Regions from separate parts of the Bombyx mori genome. Here region 1 is linked to region 2. A link is a contact called in public Hi-C data. All regions are on one chromosome and are shown on one strand. Each heading gives the region's core, a stretch centred on a gene start, on an enhancer-like site or on the middle of the called end of the contact. The rest is flanking DNA. Distances are from core to core; before and after follow the strand shown. Region 1 holds the start of LOC101739459 (B-cell lymphoma/leukemia 11A). Region 2 overlaps LOC101739459 (B-cell lymphoma/leukemia 11A).

Evidence for each region. A called contact is a pair of places that touch in the nucleus more often than the background predicts.
Region 1: a contact with region 2 is called in a Hi-C map of posterior silk gland, with 2.3 times the contacts expected there. The contact joins the promoter of LOC101739459 here to the enhancer-like site in region 2. A contact is called at or near these places in 2 of 7 Hi-C or Micro-C datasets (middle silk gland and posterior silk gland).

Annotation. Positions count from the first base shown.
Region 1 is chr18:5,040,693-5,047,747 of ASM3026992v2, forward strand. It overlaps LOC101739459 (B-cell lymphoma/leukemia 11A), which reads right to left and starts at 5,029. Exons shown (of 5, transcript XM_004928144.5): 1 at 3,865-5,029. The coding sequence starts at 3,901.
Region 2 is chr18:4,980,824-4,987,478 of ASM3026992v2, forward strand. LOC101739459 (B-cell lymphoma/leukemia 11A) reads right to left here. Exons shown (of 5, transcript XM_004928144.5): 5 at 2,362-6,009. The coding sequence ends at 4,010. Among protein-coding and RNA genes, the nearest start is that of LOC101739459, 62 kb to the right of the region's middle. Within about 2 kb of position 5,313, at least 2 of the 8 cell types and tissues checked have open chromatin away from gene starts, as enhancers often do.

The sequences.
Region 1 (7,055 bases), core at 3,779-6,278, 60 kb after region 2:
CTCCTAGTGTTAGAGCTGAAGGCATCTAATGCAAGAGTTATTGGATCTGATGGATCCGTAAGGACGTGTATTTATGAACATACACCTGCCATGCTGTAATAAACAATGACAGGAACAGATTAAAACTGAAAATAATATGAATGACACTTCCACGATGCTTTTTTTTTATTGCTTAGGTGGGTGGACGAGCTCACAGCCCACCTGGTTTTAAGTGGTTACTGGAGCCCATAGATATCTACAACGTAAATGCGCCACCCACCTTGAGGTATAAGTTCTAAGGACTCAGTATAGTTACAACGGCTACCCCAACCTTCAGACCGAAACGCATTACTGTTTCACGGCAGAAATAGGCAGGGTGGTGGTACCTACCCGCGCGGACTCACAAGAGGCCCTACCACCGGTAATTACGCAAATTGTAATTTTGCGGGTTTGATTTTTGTTGAGACCACCTTCTAGAATTTGTGAACGAGTGCTACTGTAAGAAGATACTCTGTAACCTTTTCAATATTTTTATTACACCCCTAGGTATTACACCCCAAATATCTTACTCGTGAGATCCTACATTATTTCTGTTTTTAATTAAAACGACGGTAGAGTTTTCTGCTGCGTGCGTTCCCATCTGAAGGATAGGATAGTCCATTACCAAGGCGACTTACATTCGTCTCGAAATGGTCAGCGGCATTCACGATGCTATTTGCGTGTGCTTCTGTAACTACTCAACCTAGTGAGCTGTGAATGGGTCCGTCCGTATAAGACAATAAAAATATGAACAAATTTATCATAAGACACTTGAAAAAAAATAATACTCAAGTAGATCTTTTTAGGCACTTTCAAATCGACATAACTCGTCCCACCGATTCGGAATGGTTCACAGTTAAGAACAAACGGCAATAAACTCAAGGTATAATGAATGTTTTGTCTAGCTTCGATTATAATTTGCGTAATTACTGGTGGTAGGACCACTTGTGAGTCCGCGCGGGTAGGTACCACCACCCCGCCTATTTCTGCCGTGAAGCAGTAATGCGTTTCGGTTTGAAGGGTGGGACAGCCATTGTAACTATACTGAGACCTTAGAACTTATATCTTAAGGTGGGTGGCGCATTTACGTTGTACATGTCTATGGGTATATTTTTTCACTATTATCGATCGATGGATAGATATACCATCTGGGTCTATGCGGTTACCGGAACACGCACATAAATGTTTACTAAAAAATGAATTTGAATCTTAATGACATATATCATAACGACGAATTTTGGTCTTTAGAAAGGTACACCTGATACTTCAGTGCAGAAATAAGCATCCTGGACCGAAGGTAGGGTAGGTAAGATATTGCTTCTGAGCGACAAAGCCGCCGATTATTCTCGTCACTAATTCATATTGACAGAGATTTTTTTTGTGTTTTAATAGGCTTCTTGTAAATCCGGTACAATTAAATAGCTACGCGTATACGATGCGAGCCTCTTCAAGCTATTAGTTCTTCCTCGTCCGTTTGTTCTAACAATTGCATAAGAAACTTATTATTCAATAAAAGTTCCACTAATTTTTACTTATTGAAACTCTTTTTTTCGGTCCACTAAAGTGCATGTACAAGTGCGCACAAAACTCAAATGGATTAATCAAAATTAAAAGTTATTTAAGCTAACACCTGTATCTACTCTAAATTAATTATGTTGATAGATTTATATCCGAAGAAGAAAGTACTCAAGTGTTTCGCTACGAATTTGACTTTAAGCTCGTTTTAATTAGGCCATTTTCATGAATAGGAGCCGCTATTAGTAATAATCAAGTTCGTTACATTTTATTTATAATGTCATAAGTGCAATAGAATATAAATTGAGACATATTATTATTGTAATACTTGTATTGTAATAATTTACTGGTGGTAGGACCTCTTGTGAATCCGCACGGGTAGGGACCACCACCCTGCTTATTTCTGCCGTGAAGCAGTAATGCGTTCCGGGTTGAAGGGTGGGGCAGCCGTTGTAACTATACTGAGACCTTAGAACTTATACCTCAAGATGAGTGGCGCATTTATGTTGTAGATGTCTATGGGCTCCAGTAACCACTTAACACCAGGTGGGCTGTGAGCTCTTCCACCCATCTAAGCAATAAAAAAATAATCTAATAGTAGAACAAAGATCTGTTAGATGTTATTACGTATCACAATTTTATTGTAAAGAAAAATAATTATTTGAGATTTCGAGGTCTTATTTCAATATAGATCTACTGTAGGTGTTATGGTTAAGGCAAGCCATGACTTTCAATCCACGCTGATAAATAGGATAAATCGGAGGTAGCAAGATGGAGTTATTCGTTATATCGAATATAGAGTCTTCATTCTTCGATTTCAGTAGAATCAAAAATAATTATACAAACTATTGACGGGTTTTTGAAAATTAAGCTTTAAAATAAATAATATCTTAATCAACCGTGACCTCGAAAAATGTGTTATTCGAATAAATTAAAACTGTATTATTATTTTAGTAACAAAAGTGGCTGTCTAAAGAAATAAAGAAAAAGGTAGCCATACGTTTGTAAAAAAGCAAATGGTCATTGCGGTTCTTACATTATTAATATTTGTATATTGGATTTCATTTTATGAACTTCGTCGGTGAACGATTTTTTTCATTTTTATTGTTTTAGCGTGACTGACTTGGTTCTTATCAATTGAATTCTCACTCTTTGCTGAACCTTAACAACTTAAAACACCTTTAACGTTTCCACAATTATTTCAGAAATTAGCAGTACCGAGGTACTAAATCCATAAATACAATATCAACGGTTACAGCAAACTAAGTTGATAATTAGCTGATAAATCTATTTTTTAGTTAGTAATATATTATATTAAGTTCTTTTTTTGCAATATTAAAAAAAAATACGAACACTTTTTCACAGGACTGTCTTTTTTGCGGAGTCTGAAATTTCGAAAAATGTGTCCATTCATTTCTTGATTTCAGTTTGCTTAATTTTTTTACAGAACAATAAAATAGTATAATTCTGAAGCATCTAAATAGCGGTAGATTTCGTCTGCCTATTTATGTAACAAAATGAAATATTTTTGAACGTCAACTTTTAAAAGTCAGCGGTCTATTCCGTCATTGTCCCTTAAAAAATACTCATCAACTGTCCGAGAATGTATGAAAGCGGCCACTCCATTCATTTTCCCTTCGGACGAATGGTGACCACCTCGTAATGTCAATGTTGACGTAAGACGGGGTAATAAGTAGCTCGTCGTTGTATGAATAGACTCTCAGATGGGATGACGTCGTATGTGTGTTTGCGAGTTTTTTTTTTTCTTCTAAATCTGGCGTTCGAATACTTTTTAAATTTGTACCGAGAAAATGATTTTTCTTTACGTTTTTTTTATTAAAAATAGTAAAATGTATAACATATATTATGTTCTATTTAGTTTCTAATTTATTAATTACTCTAGAAATAAAAAGTGGATTACAAATTTTGATTCACGTCTAACCTCCATAACAGAGAAATTTATCAGGTCACCGTTAGATAAACAAGAATCATGAAAGAGTAAAGATAAATCATTTTTGAAATTATGTACATGTTTCACATTGAAACATGTTTAAATAAGTTAGATGCACATCAAGATGTTTGTTTTTGGTTATTTATTTTTGAATTGCGATTCCTTGAACAAGTAAAATATATTTCTACAACATACGCTTTAGATTTTAGGTTTAGATTTTAACGATATTTTTGTTTGAACACATCATTAATATTTGCGTCCGTATTATTTAAAAATGTTCGAAAACATAAATTAACACTATCACACAATGATTGACGTGTTTTATTCGATATCGCTAAAGACAATTTTCGTACAAAAATAAATCATTATCGGGGCCTTACCTTGCGCGATGCGTACAGCTGGCATTTTGATTCTCATCTTGATTTGGTCACCTATTTTTAGATCTTCGACAACTTGTTTTATCCTTAGAAACAATTTATCTTAATATGTCTCTATCAGAAGACAGTTCGTTAAACTTCACATGTGCCGCCGCCGGTCCAGCGGTTTATCGTGTTCATAAAACGTTTCTGATAACGGAGGTCGACTTATCACAAATCCTCCTACGAGTGTCCGACGGTGTTTTAGAGCGCTCAATCATTTTCTTAAAGTACTCATCGCACGGAAAAACAAACAGTACTTAAGTTACTTTTTCCTTTTCATGTTGCGGCAAATCAGTTCACACGTTAGTTGAATGTTTCGCGTAAATCGACTGGTCATAAATAGGGCCTTATCAACACTTGAATGAGCGTCTCAGTGCACTATCTAATCTATCCGCGCCTAGTGGCGATCCTGCGATTCGGCAAACGGCTCGCTTGGTCACACTCCATTTACTAACATCTGTTTAAACTTCTTCACTTGAAATAACAAATTTTCAGTCACTGTCCGTCGTCGAAATTTCTATAGTCGATATTCGAAATAATAAAATAAATTTACGAACGTTATTAATGTATTAAAATAAAATGGTTTTTATGCAAATATACGTGAATATTTCGTAATGTTTACGAGAGCGATCGCGATCGTATATGTGTCGCGTGCGGTGCGAGGCAGGTGCGAGGCCAGCCGCCCGCTCTCGCCCGGTGTCCGAGAGCGTCTGTCCTGTGTCCCTTCACGCGAGGGCTCCACGGCCTCCGCGTGTCCACGACTAGCGCCGTCTCGCTCCGCCGGCCGACGATGCCGCGTGCGAGTCCATACGAAGTAGCCAGGGGTTACTCTCGGTCGCCGCCGTCTCGGCTGTTCGACGGAGACGGCTGCCGCCGACGCCGATCAGCTCACACATGCTCCCGAAAGAGACGGCTACAAATCACAAGTGCCGTGCGTTGGTGTGCGTGCGCGGGTGGGGCGAAGATGCAACGCGTACAAAAGAAAAAGGGATAATATTTGCTTGCATATTTCATGACTCGATTAGAAGATGGAATTTTTAATTGAAGGGACGGTAAGCGCGGTCAGTGTACAGTTTCAGGGCGTGCTTATATTTAAAGCTCCGAAACTTGAGTGCTCGTTTGAAGTTGTGAGGTACTTTTATTGTGAGGCTTAACTTTTAAGAGCCTGAACGATAAAACGGTAAATACGTAAAGTATGATTTTATAAGTAAAATATGTCCAAAATTTTATTAGGATGTCCAAAGTAAATTCAGGAAATTGGAGAACGATGCATTTAGTCTTACTACCAATAAATTTCACTAAATCTCATTAAATAAAGTCCATTTTATGAAATTAGGTACCCGGTTCTTTTAATACATTATTTTATTTTTTTGTATAAGCATTATTTTTTTTAAAACATTACCAGACTCTACCTCCGTAGTACTGAGCTACGCATGCTACGCGAGCTAGCAATGTTTTTCCCTAGCAACAAAACATTTGGAAAAATGCATTGATTGCATATTTTATTTACGCTCTCATAAGTAGCGTCTAAAGCGAATATCATTTACGATTTATAAATCTCATTATGTTGTTATATACGCGCGTGATATTATTCCGTTTGCCTACGAAAAAAAAAAAAAAGAAACGTCTTAACAATTGCAGAAAAGAAAAATAACCCTCCTCCAATCACTAAATTAAACGTTAAAAACCCGTCTAATTTGAGTAAAAGCGCAACACGTAGCCAAACTGTCGTTTCCACTGAAAGTTTCCGGCGTTTTTTCTTCAACGTTATTTTACTTAAGACGCCACGAACAACTTATCTCGGTCGGTCCTTGACTTTAATAAGTTTTATGAGTGTCAGTCGAGACTTAACCGGCGCGAGAACGAGCCACGAAAACGAAGTTTTTCATAATTGTTTCCAGACTTTGACGGCGTTCGATTATTGAAAATTTCGAATCTCGGTTCGTTTGATTTTGGAATTGTTTTTTTTTTTTTTTTGTTTTGTTTTAAGAATGTCGAGATTGTTTTAGGTTTGTGATTGTGTTTTGTTTGACTGTGTTGTAGAAGAAGTAAATATCTATCAGGGCTATCAGACGTTCAGTTGTTTTGGATTATTTGCGGCAAAAATTTAAATTTTCGTATGCAATTCCACGCTTTAGAGTATCGCTTGATTAAGGTCTGTTTTTATGACACTGCGTCATCTGTTTTCCTATTTATTCCGATATTATGAAAGTAATAAATAAAAATAAATTTGTCAGGAGAGAAAAAATATTTGAAATATTCATTATTTATCTCGTCTTCTAACGCGGAACTGTTTAAGTACCGCTTGACCAAACACACCCCCAAAGGCTATTTATTCCAAACTTAGTTAAACTGGTCACTACAGCTGTCCGGCGCGATATAAAATAATACTATCTCTTTCATATGTATACATGTGGATACTGAAAATTGAGACGACTCAAGGGTTGGGTGTTTTCCTTCGCGGAAACCCGGGAGTAACAGGTTAGATGTACGGCTGTCTCGTTCATGTGTGGGAGTACGTGAGTATGTGGAAAGGGATAGTGAGTGATGTCGAAATTTTGATTTTCCCGACGCTACTCACCGTTAGGAGGCGCTGAAAATATTTGTGTAAGAACCCTGGGTTAGTTCCTAAGTGGAAACATAACTCAAGTAATTAAGTTCATATTTTAAGGGACAATAAAAATATCTAAAATTTTTTTTTTTGCTTAATGGTGAACAAGCTCACGGTCTACCTGATGTTAAGTGGTTACCGGGGCCCATAGACATCAACAAAGTAAATGACGATATCTACGTGTTTTAAGTCTCAGTTTTATAGTAGAACGTTTTTCCTCACCCTTTAAACCGAAATGCATTACTGCTGCACGACAGAAATAGGCAGGGTGGTGGTATGCGGTATGTTCCCATGCGGACTCACAAAGATACCACAGCACCAATAATTATGCAAATTATAAGTATTGTGGGTGTGATTTTTATTACACTAGTCATACGTCGTGGAAAGAATTCGTGAACATGTGTTAAGTATCATTAATAGTTTTTGTAAGTCATAACTATTTCATTAGTAAAAACGTAAAAAAAGACTTTATTGCCAGATCTTACCTCTATGACGCCCTGGACTTAGAGTCCATCAGTAAGTATCTACAGTGGGCGTCAAT
Region 2 (6,655 bases), core at 4,063-6,562:
GGAAGCGCACTGTGGATGAACGCAGTGGTTCTAGGTAGTAGGGACAAACTAAACAGGTGGCGGGTAGTACAATTGCCCTTAAAAGTTTTATATTTGGCTATTTCAATCACAGTGGGTTTCATTAATCGGTTGTAACGACTTTTTGGTTATAGCGACGTCAAACTTACGTCCCTTGAATTTAAAGCATAATATGTACTTTCGTAAGAAATTCATTCGGTAATAGCGGGATTGGATATAGCGCCAATTTCGGGTATAGCGACTTGTGTTTATGAACTATTCATGACAGATTCCCAGAAATCCCTTACGGATATTGCTATTGAGTCGGCAAAGGTACAAAGACTCATTCATAAAACTATTAAGCTTTCTTATCCTTTGTTTACATTCACAGATGGTCAAACAAATGTTTTGTTTGTATATTCCTACATACAAACAAAGCATTTGCTTGACCATCTGTGCTAAGTAGTCCTCTACTCAGCACGGAAAACTTCTGTGAATATTGACGATCAAGCTATCATAATCGTCAATATTCACATAAGTTTCCCGTCCCGGAAAAATCTTAGGTAGCTTGCAGCCTCTCGGCCACTACTATATAAAGAGACCTGTAGAAAGTAAGTGGTCGTGGCCTAAAGGATAAGACGTCCGGTGCATTCGTATCGAGCGATTCAACGGTGTTTTAATCCCGCAGGCGGGTAACAATTTTTCTAATGAAATACGTAGGTAACAAATGTTCTCGATTGACTTCCATGGTGAAGGAATAAGATCGTGTAATAAAAATAAATTAAATCAAAACCGAAAAATTATAATTTGTGTAATTACTGGTGGTAGGACCTCTTGTGAGTCCGCACGGGTAGGTATTACCACCCTGCCTATTTCTGCCGTGAAGCAGTAATGCATTTCGGTTTTAAGGGTGGGGCAGCCGTTGTAACTATACTGAGACCTTAGAACTCATATTTCAAGGTGGGCGGCGGCATTTACGTTGTAGATGTCTATGGGCTCCGGTAGCCACTTAGCATCAGGTGGGCGGTGAGCTCGTCCGCCTATCTTGGCAATAAAAACTAAATAAAAAACCTTTCACAGTTTTTCGACAGGGAAGAGATCCAACCTAACCTGTTAATAAGTATAAAATAGTCCGTGCCAACCGTCGTATGAGCGGGTTTCGATTTGCCAGCCACCTACGAGGACACCGTAGAAGAATGTCAGGGTTGCAGGACAACATTAGTACTCCAATGGGAGTCCTTGAAGGCTATAGTATCTTAATCACCTATCTTCTTTTTTTCTTTTCTTTATCGCCCTTGTAGGTCGACGAGCATACGGCCCACCTGATGGTGAGTGGTTACCATCGCCCGTGGACTTCACCAACGCCAGGGGCAGAGCCAAGCCGCTGCCTACCGTTAAATACTCTCCACAAGCCTCGTTTGAAGAAGGACGTGATATGAAGAAGGATCTAGTTATACTACACGGTCTACACGCTATTTAAAGTTTAACTGGTGGTAGGGTTCTGTGTAGAAGCCCGCCCGGGTTGGTACCATCGTCCTGTCTATTTCTGCCGTAAAACAGTAATACTGTGTTCCGGTCTGAAGGACAGGATAGCCGGTGTAACATACATAAGGCTGCCCATCCAGGTCAGGATAGGCAGCGCATCTGAGTCACTGATGTAGTTTGGATGTCTATGGGCGACGGTTATCATTTCCCATCAGATGAGCCGTAAGCTCGTCTGCCTATCGAAAGCAATAAAAAAAAAAAAGATCAGCTTATATAATCATTTAATGGTTTATACTAAATTGACAAGGTGGTTCGACCAAATCCGCACCACACTAGAGATCCCATTCCACGACGCCCCTCATGCGGCCAATGATCGGAGGCGCTGGCGGGACATTACAAGGAGCAAAATCCTGTCGACATATAATGGTCACGACCCTCAGCAGTGAGGAAACGACGCGAGGAGGAGGATCTAAATTGAAGTAGAAATGCAATGAGAGAAAAACGTAACTAAGCTCGATTTTTTTTTAAATAAACTTGTATGTAAATAATGTTATTCTTTTCTTATCGTTCTTTAAATAATTAATTTGGGTTTACATAATAAAAAATTCGTGTAATAAAAATTGAACCTCAATAATTTCAATTTGCGTTTATTATAATGTAGATATAGACCACAAGTCTCAAGGTGGGCGCCGATATTCAATTTGTCCATGGGCTCATGGGTGGCTACAAAAACTCTGCTTTCAGTAATGTGCAAATAAATTTTTAGACTTCAACTTTAAAACTGCATATTATTATCATAAATCTAGCCGGTGTCATTGTTTCCTATGGAATATAACACTCATTATGGCAACTATCTATAGGTGAAATAAAACAATTCAATCGATTAACAAATCACGGATATTTATTGAAATAAAAATAATAAAAATGAAAAATAATAAAAACAGTTCCATCTTTCACATAGTTACACAATAAAATTTGTCTTATTTTTTTTTTTACTTCAAATGTTTTGTCCAATTTATCGTCCGTTTGTCGCTAATTATTATTACAATACTTTAAATGAAAAAAACAAATGAATATATTAATATTGCAAACATGCATATTGCGAAAAAAATTATTCATAATTTTATTACTTGCGTCACGATTCTCTGACCTAAGTCAGTGGTTAGATGTGTAGTTTATTTGAAAATAATAATTATACAGATTTATTTCTTTTTTTTCTTCATATTTTTAACAAACAGTTTCGTCTTCAGTTCTGTGTCCTGAACCATCTGCTTGCCAAAAATATTCACTGTAGACATTTAAGCTAAATAGAATCAAGGACTAATTCAAACGACATACCAGAGAATTATATTATGTCTTTTATTTTTTATATCGTCCGAAGAAGTCCTTAATTACAACGAACCGACAATGGACGACAAAACATTCGCATAATTTACTTACACAATTATCTAATATAAATTCTATCTTTTTTTATTTATTTTACATTAAGTACGTATACTGATAGGTTCACGATTGGACTAAATGGTGCTTCCGAAGTCTCATTCCACGCAGACCGCAGGGGAAAGTCAATCGAAAAACAAAACTGGAATTATTTCACGTCAGTCTTAAGAAAGAAAAAAAAACTAGGGTACAATAAAAATAAACGCGAAACGACGTCATACGATTCACTCACTGGTTCTTAAATATGTTTTTTATTACTAATTTAAACACAGACATTACGAATAACCTAACCTTTAAATCGATTCCAATTTTGCTTTTTACATCGCGTAGATATCGATTTCAGGAAACTTACCGTATTCATTCGTTTTCGGTTTATGTATGAGAATCATGTTCATGAACATCATTAGGTAGGTACTCCATTTACACATTCACTTAAAATCATATATTTACACAAATATTCGTCTAAGATAGGAAACATTTTTCTTATTTTTTTATTATACACGATAAAATCCCTAAAAATTACGAAACAACTTAACCGAGAAACACGTACTACATCGAACTATGAAGATCCTATGAATACTGGAAAATTTTATTAATTTAATTGACACTATACAACTAAACAATTAGATCGACATAAATCAACATAGCTAACTTTGGCATTGGTTTCCACATTTTCTTTTGTCTATAAATAAAACATGTCAAAACAAGATCGAATGAATGCACGTAACATAAAAAAAAAAAACGTCCGAAGTACCTTACAGCCTCCGAAAAATAAACAATGATCCACCTAAAATCAACATTAACAATGATTTAACGGGTAATTTCAACACTTGCTCCGTTCGTGGGATAGGTACGATAACTAAATAATGCCTTTCGATACGAAATTTTGGGCTCGTATTGCAATTTTAATGTCCTTATAATTCAACTCTTAAGACTAGACACAGAATGTTAGGACCTGAGACCGCTCGTGCCAAACAGCTAATAAATTAAAATAGGAAGCGACGAATGGTGAGGTTTGTTTATGATCTTAGAAGATCTGGCTGGGAGGCGCAGGCGGCGGCAGGCGTAGCCCACCCCACGGGTAGAGTCACGAGGCCTCGTCTCTACATGCGTTAGAATCATCCGACAAGGCCAAAGGAGCGCCGTTGCTTTGGTTCACAACGCACTTGCGCATATGCTTCTCTAAAGTCGAGGGCACAGAGAAAGGCATCTCGCAAAATCTGCATCGATACACGTCTTTGCCGAGTCGGCCGTGAGTTTTCATGTGCCTAGTGAGCTTTGAGCTCTGAGCGCACGCATAGGAACATAGCTCACATTTGTAAGGTTTTTCGCCGGTGTGAGATCTACGATGAACCGTCAAATTGGAGCAATTCTTGAATACTTTGCCACAAAATTCGCAGGTATCATTCCGCCGTCCGTCTTTAGATTTTAATAAAGGGTTCTGGAGAAGGCCGTTACCGCTGTTTTTAAGGCCTTCAAATATATTTTCAGGAGGTCTCTGGGCATGCAATGTGGGAAGCCACCATCCTTCACTTCTCTCCATATCCAGTTTCATTCGCTTAGAAGCTTCGAAAGGATTTTCAAAAGGGTTAAAAAGAGGATGGGGCTGTGGCGGCATTTTGGCAAATTCTTCTTTTAACCGTAAAGCTGCTGTCGGTGGCATACCATTTGGTTTGTCACTAGGAGGGCCATTATTATTATCCCGATCTTTCGCAAGCTGCCATTTCAGTGAGTTTCCAGATTCTTGGAGTGCTTGTTTGAAAGCTTCGCTATATTGAGCAATATTTGATAGTCCAAATTTATCCATTAATTCTCCAACAACAGAAGCCGTTGGGGGATGTGCGGGTATCGCTGGAGTCTGCTTCCTCGAAGGTGCAGTAGGAGCACTACTATTGGAAACAGTTAGATCTTCTGCTTCCTCTACATCTTCTCCATCTTCATTTTCTTCTTCGTCTTCACCTTCGAGCTCCTCATCTTCCATGTCATCATCAGAATCATCTTCTCCAGTGTCGCCACCAGATTCTCCATCTTCACCATTTACATCTGGTAATCGATGTACTTTCATGTGTTTCTTTAATTTAGATGCTTTTTCAAAAGTTTCATCACATTCGCTGCATTTGAAGGGTTTTTCCCCAGTATGAGAGCGTCGATGTACAATTAAATTGTTTTCGAATCTAAATTTCTTGCCACAAAACTCACAGGAATGTATAGCCTCATCGTTGTTGCGTTTCACTGGCGGAGTAGACGTGGAGCGCTCGGGAGGGGGAGCATCGGCTGCCATTGGCTCTATTCGGCGTTCTGGTGAAGTCGAGCTATGTGGTTTGATCGCTTCACGAGGGGTATCCACCGTTCCGGGTCCGGCGCCCACCGGTGGAGTCTGACCGACTCGGGAGGGCGACGGGGAAGCGAACGGAGGCGAATGCTTCCTGGGGCTAGGAGAGCTCGAATTGCCTGTGGCCGCCCCTGGACTGGTCGTACCGGCCAGTTGCCGCAAGCGCTGCGAGTAAAAATCCAGCTGGGGTTCAAGTGAAAGTGGTTGAGATACTGGTGGTGGTCTGTCTCGAGCTGATACTGTTGTTGGTATTACAGGTGGTCGATCCGCCGGTGACGGAAACGCCTGATGTGGTGGAAGGGAGTTAGCAGCTACAGCGGCCGCTGCGGCTGCAAGGTTCAGTCCGTGGTGACGAAATTGTTCCGAAACGAGTTGTTCCATTCTAAAGCGATGGTCATGGTGATTCGGCCGAGCAAATAATGGAGCTGGAGGAACAGATGGGTGGGCTAATGGAGGTAGACTACCAGGTAGCGGCATTCGCAAAAGACCACCAACTCCAAAAGGGGAATGCATGTCTGGAGGTGGCAGTAGAGGATGATGGCGCAATGTGGGCGGAGGAAGAGGTGCACCCGTAGAAGAACAACCAGAACTTGAGGAAGACGTGCTTGATGATGAATGGTTCTGTTTGTTGAGATGCGGTTGGGGCAATGTTTCCACGTAAATTTTAACGCCGTGCACGTGTTGGACGTGTTGAAGTAATCTCCACGCAGAGTGCACGCGAGCCTTGCAAGTTGAACAAACGTAGTTACTCGGCTCTGTGGACAAAGAGAAAGCTCTGTTAAAACATGTAAAAGCCAAATTGATGAGAACGCTTTCCGATGGAAGATTTACAGCAATATTAACACTGGCAAAGTGTCTAGTAATAGCTCTCACATATCGTAGTGCTGGGCCTAGGGAGCGCGCGAGGATCGAATGCTAATCAGGCGAAGGTCCGAGGGTTCGGTGCGGCGGCGGTGAGTGATCGCCGTTCCGTGTCTCGCTTGATTCATGCACCTCTAAAATCTTATGAAATATACGCGGGCCGGAATCACGTACGCACGCGCGGTTTGAGACTGTTGATATTGAAATCTACGTAACGCTATCCGGATTCAGAGAGAGAAAAAAAAAAAAAGAATATTTATCTAACGGATTCCGCGAAGCTGTTAGATAATAGTTAGCGAAGGATGTAATGTGTGCGTAATGCGTTTCATGAATTCTCATATGTGGTGGGATTTCATAAGTGATGAATGTATCCTGAACGGTTTCGTGATAAGGTCACGTGGTCAAGCCGCGCCCACTTCAACAGTAATTTGATGGCTCATTGTGAACCCGAGACGCATTTTATTAACCATACGGTCGTGTCTCAACTCTTTTAGTGATGTGAACGAAAATTAACATAATCGAACGGTGAGATTGTGAACT